Linked DNA regions of Pan troglodytes: region 1 is linked to region 2. A link is a contact called in public Hi-C data. All regions are on one chromosome and are shown on one strand. Each heading gives the region's core, a stretch centred on a gene start, on an enhancer-like site or on the middle of the called end of the contact. The rest is flanking DNA. Distances are from core to core; before and after follow the strand shown. Region 1 has its middle 9.8 kb from the start of DDR1. Region 2 holds the start of PPP1R18 (protein phosphatase 1 regulatory subunit 18).

What was found. Hi-C and Micro-C count contacts between places; a contact is called where the count stands out from the background.
Region 1: a contact with region 2 is called in a Hi-C map of stem cell-derived neural progenitor cells, with 2.5 times the contacts expected there. The contact joins the enhancer-like site here to the promoter of PPP1R18 in region 2. A contact is called at or near these places in 2 of 7 Hi-C or Micro-C datasets (induced pluripotent stem cells and stem cell-derived neural progenitor cells) and 1 of 1 datasets of contacts at active chromatin or transcription factors (stem cell-derived excitatory neurons).

The regions. Positions count from the first base shown.
Region 1 is chr5:36,756,409-36,761,185 of NHGRI_mPanTro3-v2.0_pri, forward strand. It overlaps a transcript of DDR1 not described here. Among named protein-coding and RNA genes, the nearest start is that of DDR1, 9.8 kb to the right of the region's middle. Within about 2 kb of position 1,358, at least 10 of the 24 cell types and tissues checked have an H3K27ac peak or open chromatin away from gene starts, as enhancers often do. A contact at or near this core is called in stem cell-derived neural progenitor cells, where this site is marked.
Region 2 is chr5:36,565,078-36,569,220 of NHGRI_mPanTro3-v2.0_pri, forward strand. PPP1R18 (protein phosphatase 1 regulatory subunit 18) reads right to left here and starts at 2,119. Exons shown (of 4, transcript XM_001147183.7): 1 at 1,774-2,119; 2 at 1-705. The coding sequence starts at 677. It overlaps NRM (nurim), which reads right to left. Exons shown (of 4, transcript NM_001040116.1): 3 at 3,939-4,115; 4 at 3,321-3,602. The coding sequence ends at 3,321.

The DNA of each region.
Region 1 (4,777 bases), core at 108-2,607, 190 kb after region 2:
CATTTACCATTTTTGGATCTCTGTACATTTTTTTGTACACAAGAATAATTTGGGCCACCAGTGTTCTTGGGAGATAAAAGAAGTTAGAGGAGTTAATGACAATGTTCCAAGATGTTCAAGGACTAGAGAGAAAGGATAAGAATGTATTATAGACCTCTAGAGTTGGAAAAAGAATGGTGGCTGAGATCCTCCAGCCTAGCTTTGGCTCTGTAGTCAAAAAGACTCAGATTTGGGCCAAGCATTGTGGCGCACGCCTGTAATCTCATTACACTGGGAGGCTCTGGCAGAAGGATCGCTTGAGGCCAGGAGTTTGAGACTAGCCTGCGTAACATGGTGAGACCCTATCTCTACCAATCTCTACATACAAACAAAAAATGGCTGGGCGTGGTGGCTCATGCCTGTAATCCCAGCACTTTGGGAGGCGGAGGCGGGCGGATCACGAGGTCATGAGTTCAAGATCAGCCTGGCCAACATGGTGAAATCCTGTCTCTACTAAAAATACAAAAATTAGCTGGGTGTGGTGGCGGGCACGTATAATCCCAGCTAATCTCAAGGCTGAGGCAGGAGAATCGTTTGAACCCGGGAGGCAGAGGTTGCAGTGAGCCGAGAGTGTGCCATTGCACTCCAGCCTGGGCAACAGGGCGAGACTCTGTCTCAAAAAAATAAAAATAAAAAATAACAGGACATGATGGTGCCTGAGCCCCAGCTATTTGGGAGGCTGAGGTGGCAGGATGGCTTGAGAGGTTGCATTGAGTTATAATTGTACCCCTGCACTCCAGCCTGGGTGACAGAGAGCTCGTCTCTATAAAACACATAAACAAACAACTGAGATCTGAATTCCAGATCTGCCATTTACTGTGTGTGTATGGGGGATGGGGATGGAGAGCAACTTTTCTAACTCTCAGTTTCTACCCTAAGTGGGCATGTTTCAAAATGCCACATCACAGAACTGCTGTGTGGGCCAAATGAGATGGCTCTGGAAAGTGCTGAGAGCAGAGCCTGGCTCACAGCAAGGCTCAGGGATCCTAAGAGGCTGCTGAGAATTCCACAGGCTTTTTAGCAAAGGACAATAGAAAAGAGAAAGTGAAGATTCTAACATTCTGCCTATAAATGACAACATCTCCTATACGTGCATATTAGGTCATTGTACCCTAAATAGCCCTGCAGCTGCCCTGGGCTTCCAGTCAGCCTTTCTGATCTCTCTCTTGGGTCTGCTGCTTTGGGGTGCTTCCCGCCATTCCCTGCCCAAGCCTGAATCTCTTTCCCAGCCGCTTTCACTTTCCTTCCATTTTCCAGTAATTGGAGTTGGTCACCTGTGCAGCAAGCGCCCCCAAGTGGCCTTCCTGTTCACTGCCTGGACCATAAGGCCTAAAGAATACTCGGATAAGTTTATCAAGGCCGGGCTTCCGCAGAGGCAGGACTCACCAGGCTTAGCGGTTGGTCCAGGGTCATCGGTCCAGTCCGGAGGCCCAGGGAGCCATTCTACATCCCCCTTTCCATTTTGGAAGACTGAGATGGAGGAATCCAGGGGAAGTTCTGGGTAGGAAGCAGCCACTTGCCATTAAGTGGCAATTAAATTGCTATTGCAATTTAAGGTAAATCGCAGCCCCTCTGGGCCTAGTTTTCTTTTTTCTCACTCTTTTTTTGGCGATAGAGTCTTGCTCCGTCACCCAGGCTGGAGTGTAGTGGTGTGATCATAGTTACTGTTACTTCGAACTCTGGGGCTTAAGCCATCCTCCTGCCTCAGCTTCTGTGTAGCTGGGATTACAAGGTTTTCTTTTTATGAGAGCCCTGCCCCACTCATGTCAGAGGGCCCTGAGGAGGCAAACACAGGATGGTTGAAAATGCTAGTAAAACACCTAGGATGTGCACTGCTGTCCTGGCTGGAGGCTTAGGGGGAGCACCATGGGACGTACACAGGATAAAGTGGGATTAACTCCTCCCTCCCTTCAGCCATTACTCTGAACTCTGCATCCCACATGCTGCTGCCAAAAACCACTTTTAAAAGAACACAAATCTAAACATGTCATTTCCCAGCTCAAAACCCCAAGGTTCTTTCTCCTCACCTTCAGAATAAGCCAAACTACTCAATGATAGGTTCCAAATCTGCCTTTCTGGTTTCACTCATGGGATGGACCCTTCTTCCAGGTGAGGCTGCATTTGGACATAGCCATATTCACGCCTCCCTGCCTTGGCTCCTCCGCTTCTCTGGCCAGGAATGGCCTTGCCTCATCTCTGCAAATCTTAGCATGACTTAAGGCCCAGTTCAAGCTCCAGCTCCTCCCTGAGGTCTTCCTGAGTCTTGTCTCCTGTCCCACTCAGGAGGACCTGGCCTCCTCCTTCCCTGGGTTCCCATGACCTTTTCCAGCTCTGCCTGTAGCACGGTGTTCTGTCTTCTGTGACTACATATATACGCCTAACACTCTCTAGATTGTAAAGGCCTGGAAGGTGGGGAGTGGGTTCCATTACTGAATGCATCTTTCATAGCTCTCGCTGTCAGAGCCCTGCCCTATGCAAACTCTTTTATTTTTATTTATTTATTTATTTATTTATTTATTTATTTATTTATTTATTTTGAGAGGGACTTTCACTCTTGTCTCCCAGGCTGGAGTGCAATGGCGCATTCTCTGCTCACTGCAACCTCCACCTCTCGGGTTCAAGCGATTCTCCTGCCTCAGCCTCCCAAGTAGCTGGGATTACAGGTAACCGCCACCATGCCTGGCTGATTTTTTTGCATTTTTAGTAGAGACAGGGTTTCACCACGTTGGTCGGGCTGGTCTCGAACTCCTGACTTCAGGTGATCTGCCTGACTCGGGCCTCCCAAAGTGCTGGGATGATAGGCATGAGCCACTGCACCTGGTGCCCTATGCAAACTCTTATTTTATTATTATTATTTTTTGAGACAGAGTCTCCCTCTGTCACCCAGGCTGGAGTGCAGTGGTGTGATCTCGGCTCACTGCAACCTCCACCTCTCAGGTGCAAACGATTCTCCTGCTTCAGCCTCCCAAGTAGCTGGGGTTACAGACGCGCACCACCACACCCAGCTAATTTTTTTCTATTTTTAGTAGAGATGGGGTTTCACCATGTTGGCCAGGCTGATCTCAAACTCCTGACCTCAGGTGATCCACCCACCTCGGCCTCTCAAAGCAAACTCTTAATAACAAGTGTTGTGGAATGACTTGGGAGGTGGCACTCAGAGATCCCAAGTGACACATGAGAAGTCCACAGAGAGAGATCATGTTTAGTGGAGTTTGGATGGTTGCTTTTATCAGTGGGCCTGTACCTTACAGATGCTATCTCATTATCTTCTAAACAGACTCTGGGCCAGTGACCATTATCTCCCTCTTACTGATGTAGACTCAGCCAAGAGAAGCCAGATGTTGAGTCGGAACCTTAACTCTCCCTCTCAGACGCAGAGCCCTGCTTTCTCCCCTCCCATTTGATACTCTGCTTCCTCTTGCATGCTGTGAGAGGCGGCCTCATTACTCCTCTTCCCTCCTCCAGTCCCTCCAAGCCTAATTCATCACCTTTGGCTTTGGGATCATAGTTTCCAACCCAAGGATTGTCTGAACATTGTCTGACAATGCCTTTTTTTTTTTTTTTTTTTTTTTAGGCAGGGTCTTGCTCTGTTGCCCAGGCTGGAGTGCAGTGGTGCAATCGTGGCACACTGCAGCCTTGACCTCCCGGGCTCAGGTGATCCTCCCACCCAGCCTCCTGGTGCGCATCACCACATCCAGCTAATTTTGGTATTTTTTGTAGAGATGGGGTTGTGCCATGTTGCCCAAGCTGGTCTCGAACTTCTGGGCTCAAGCGATCCGCCCTCCTTGGCCTCCCAAAGTGCTGGGATTATAGGCATGAGGTACCGCAACTGGCACCATTGCCATTGGTATTTAAGAGGTGATGGTTTAGGCTTTGAAATTGGGGTTGTTTGTGAAAACTGAGAGCACCTTTTGTTTTCAGACATTTCCTATGGCCATTGGTATAATTGGAGGGAAGCTCTCGCCATATATAATATTTTTGAGACAGCCAACTAAGAAACTGGGATTCTGGTTCTCTCCAGGGTGCAAAATCCTGGGAGAAGGAAGTGAATTCTCAGGGGCCCAGAAGGAGTCTCTAAAGGACCGCTGCCAGTCAATTCTAATCTCTCTTCTCCCCCGCAAATCAGCCCCTGCTTCTGCCTCTTTCTCCGTCTCTCCTAGATTCTCCCCCTCTGGAGGGCCTGAGCTCCCGGCCACCACCCCCAATGCCGCTTTCTGCTTCCTCTGCCTCCCTTCATCTCCTTTTGTCTGGGGTTTCTTTGTCTGGGGTCTCCCTTTGGTTCTGTTTCACAGTTCTCAGCCTCCCCTCCCTTTCTCCACAGCCAGGCTGCTCAGTCCCTCTCTGCGGGGGCCTAGAGGCTCGGTGAGGGGAGCGGGACTTGGTTGCCATGGTCACATTGAAGCCAGCCGCAGCTGGCCCGGGCAGCTGCTCCTCCTGGGCCCCGGGCCCCGGACGCTCGGACAAAGCCAGGCAGCGTTGGCAGCCCCAGACCCGACCCCAAAGGCCTGAGACTGGGGTGACTGGGACCTAAGAGAATCCTGAGCTGGAGGTGAGAGGGGGGAAGCCAGAGATGAACTGGGAGGGCAGGAGTGGGCACTGGAGCTGGGCCCTCCCCTTGTGGGCAGGGACCAGGCGTCCCCGGCTGGAGGCTGGAGGTGTGTTGGGAGGAGGGGAGCGGCCCAGAGCCTGGCAGGGAGGAGGGGAAAGAGAGGGAATAGAGTTGGGTGCCATGGTGTGG
Region 2 (4,143 bases), core at 869-3,368:
CCTGGGCTCAGTCTACTTTCCACCTCTTTTCTCCTGGGGCTTTGCTCTCGAGACTCTGCTAGTCTCAGACTCCGCTCTGGAGTTTCTCCAGGACTCAGCCTCCATTTCCATGCCTCTGACAGTCGGGAGCTCCTGTCTCCCACCTCTCCTGGGCTTTGCCTCCAGTCCCGAGCCTCCAGAGGCCTCAGGCTCAACTCTTGGGCTCCCCCTATCCCCAGCCTCCTCTCTCTGGTCTCCCTCGGACTTAGTCTCTCTTCTCTTGACTCTCTTCCCTTGGGGCTCTGATCCCGCATCTCCCCAGGGCTGGGTCTCCGCTCCCGGGCCTCCAGAGGCCCAGGCTTTCTCTCTGCTAGCAGCTCTTCACTCCGTTGTTGTTGCTGCTGCTGCTGCTGCCGCTCCTGCCGGATGAATCGGTTCTGGTGCACTGGCCCGATGGCCTCCAGAAGGACCGCAGACTCATCCGGGTCTGGAGGTCCAGCCTCTACAGTCCCTAGCACAGGGCTAGGCTCCCCAGGGGACAGCCCAAGCTTGGCCCGGCGGCGCTCCAGGAGCCCTCGTTTCCAGGCTGGCATCTGGGACAGGCGCTCCCGTTCTGCTTTCTCCCGGCCTCGAACGGACGCCTCCTCCTGCCGGCGCCGGGCTAGCAGCTGTAGCTTCCAGTCTGGGATGGTGGCCATGGTCGTCTTGAGGTGAGGGTAGGGAGCACTGGGGACAGAGAACAGGAAGGAGAGGCTCCAGAGAGTGAGACAGCCCAGGGGGTGAGACTGAGGGTGGGAGGAGAGGAAGTGGAGGGGGAGAGGTGGGACACAAAGCAGGGCAGAGGGGCTAAGGATGAGGACAGAGGGAAAGACGGAAGGCAGAGAACTGGGGAAATGGAAAAAGTGAAGAGAAGTTGTGAGCCCAAGTTGGGGGTGGTGGGGGTGATGTGAGAGGAAGAGTCCGGATTGGAGGCAATGAGGGCAGGAGCCAGATGTGGCAGCACAGGGTTAATGCGTATTAAAGACCGTCTCTAGGATGTGAGAAAGAGAGAGAAGGGCGAAAAGGAAAGTTGGCGTGAGGGAGAAGAGAGAAATGTGGCAGGGGTGAGGGGAACCTGGGTGCAGGCCAGGCTGCCTCAGCGATACCCCAGGGAGGCTAGTGTGAGAAGGAAGGACCAGGAATCCCTGAAAGGACCAGGAGGCAACGGGACCTGAGGGGGTGTTGGGGAGGCAAGGAGGGGCGGAGAGCGAACAGGTCTAGAGGAGAAGGGAAACCAGGGAAGAGGGGAAAGGAGCGCGGCGGCAGCAGCCGGGCGCTTCTCAGCGCGGGCCCCAAAGGTCCCGGCTCCGCTTCCAGCACCGCTCGGGCCACGCCTCTCCCCAGCCCCCACCCCTCTGCCCCGCACTCCGCCCCCGAGGCGGGTCGGGGGAAATACCCACCCCCGAGACTTTCGGAACCCGGGCGTCAGGGCTGCCAGCGCGTTCCCAGAACCCTGGCGTCCACCCCCACCCTGTCCTGTCACCACCGCCTGCCTCCCCCACCGACTGCGCCACGCGACCCCAGAGTGCCAAGGGCCGGCTCCATGTCTCTTCTCCCCGGCGCCTGCAAGTCCTGCGCCCCGTCCCCGCTCTCATGAAGCCGTGACAGAGCCGGCCGTCTCCACCCCGCTGTAGCCGCACAGACTGACAATCTCGGCACAAAGAGGAGACAGCCAAGGTCCGGGCCAGGGACGGGAGCAAGGACAGGGGCGAGGAGACACCCACTCCCCAAGTCTGAGCCCCTCAGTCAACTCACACGCCGCGGGACCCCCGGGGGAGGGGGTGCGGAGGAGCCGGGCGTCCAGAGAGAGGAAGAGGAGGAGAGAGGGACCGAGGGAGATCCGGAGACTGGAGGGAGGGGAGGAGGGAGGGAGAGGAGGAGGGAAAGAGGCAGCAAAGGAGGAGGGATGGAGACAGAGACCAGGGGGCCGGGCGGGGGCGGCGACCGCTTTGTCTAAGGACAATGAGGAGAGGGAAGGGGGCGCAGGGCGGAGCCGAGGAGAGGGCGGGGCCTAGATCCCTCCCACCCCGCGTGGGACTCGCTGCGGGACTGCCCTCTTCTCGCCCCAACCACTGGTCCTCCGCTCTGTCCCCAGGGGCCCTCACCAGCTTCCCGCCCGGACACCCCAGGTGTCCAGATCCCTTCCCCCAGCTCGCCGACCCAGGGCGGTGGCCCGTGACTCAGGCCCCTCGTGGGACTTTGGGAGGAAGCGGCAGCTGCTCCGAGCGGGGCCCGCCCTTCCCATCTCCTGCCGCTCCTCCCTACGCTTTTGCCTTCTCATCTGGGTCTGTAGGTCCAGCCTCTGAAGTCCTTTGTTTTGCGGGGTCGAGGGCAACCGCCAGGCTGTGGGGGGCTTTGTGGATGGGCGGCAGGAGAGGCGCTCAGAAGCCAGAGGTTTTGGAAGCTCCCTCCCCTACCAGAGCTGCTGCCCCGACTCTTTCTAGCTTCAACCTGTCTCCCTTGGGTCTACAGGTCGGCTGCCGGGAAAAAGGGGATTTGAAGGAATGGGAATGGGGACCCGGCCGCTCTGGCAAAGTGGGGGCGGGTCTGCGGGGGTGGCCGAACCCCAGCGGTTGCCAGAGAGCGTGGTGGCTGCCCAGACTCCAGTTCGGTGCTCCCAGGCTCCCTCTGGCTTTCTTTCCCAAACTCAGCCCTGTAGCTTGGGAGACACTGACAGACTGCATGCCATATGTAGAAAAAGGCTGACTTTTATTTTCCTGCAGAGCATCTTCCTCGGGAGAGCAGGGAGCCCCAAGTCATCGAGTTAAGAGCAGGAGAATCCCCTTGACTAGGTTGGGGTCTGAGCCCAGAGGCAGGGCCTAAGGAGGTGCAGAGACTAGGGCCGGGAGTGGTGAGGCAAGGTTGGGGCCTGGAGGGACAGCTATGACCGTTGAACTTGCAGACCCTGGTCCACCTTCTTGGAGTGGAAGCCAGCGGTGCAGAAGGGGACCCCTGAGGCGCAGAGGCAAGTAACAGTGCCAGGGGAGTGGTCAGGGCAGATCCTTTCCTTCTCAGGAGGCTGTTGAGGGGGAGAGTGTCATGCTCTAAACAGTGAAGGGACAGATGACTTCCATACCCCACTCTTCCTTGCTGGTGAGAAGTGGACCTTGGAGTTCAGTGGCTGAAACTCAGAATTTAGGGTATGGAGCTGGACCCAGAGAATAAAGTCTCAAGTAGTAGAAGGGGCAGCTCCTTCAGTCCATGGATTTGGGCCTCTGGCATGAAGCAGCCAGGGCTTGGATGTTAAGGATTTAGAATTCAGGGGGAGAGGAAGAACAGGGCTTGTAACCAGAGTGAGCTCCTCACTCTGCCTCCCCATCCTGGGGCCGAGAGAGCAGGTGGAGTTTTCTTTGTAGCTGGGCCCGGAGGTAGCGGAGGTCTTGCTGATCAAGCCCGTGAGCCAGGCCCAGGTAGAGGGTAAGGAGGAAAGCAAGGAGGAGACGGTCCGTGCCCAGGGTAGGCACCACCCACAGCACTGTCAGCAGCTCCACACACACTGGGTGGCGCAGGTGGGAGAAGAGTCTGAGAGCCCGGGGAGACTTCAGGGCCAGAGGCTCGCCCAGCCCCAGCACATGGTAGTATACCTAAGAGAGGGAGAAGAGCTTAGAAATGGAGTCAAGCCCTTTTCTCATCTTGGGCACTTCTTTCCTCCTCTTCCAGGCACCACCCTTCTAGAACTCAGGCCCAGGAACCCCCCTTCTGAGACTTGGACCCCTGATCCTGACTTCTGATCCATGTACCTTCCCCAGGCCCAGGAGGCCCATGCTTGCTGCCCTTACGAGGGAAAGTCAAAGGGAAGGGCCACGAGGGAGAAGCAAGGAGACAGTAGAAGAGCATGGGAGGAGGGAAACCCTTGAAAGGGAACGAGGAGGAGTTCTGAAACGGGTCAGAGGTCATAGGTAGGGATCTCGGAGCCTCACCTGTTTGAGGCCCATGAGCTCAGCATAGTCAAAGACGAGAAGGATGCTAAAGATGAGGAGCCAGGAGATGACATGGAGCACAAAGCAGAGGAGGGGCACCCAGGTGGCCCATGGCTCAGCCCGAGCCTCCCACAACACAGGGCCTTTGGGTATGGGCTCCCAGTACCGCATCACCAGCTGTGGAAGGATAAGGGGCTGGGTATCC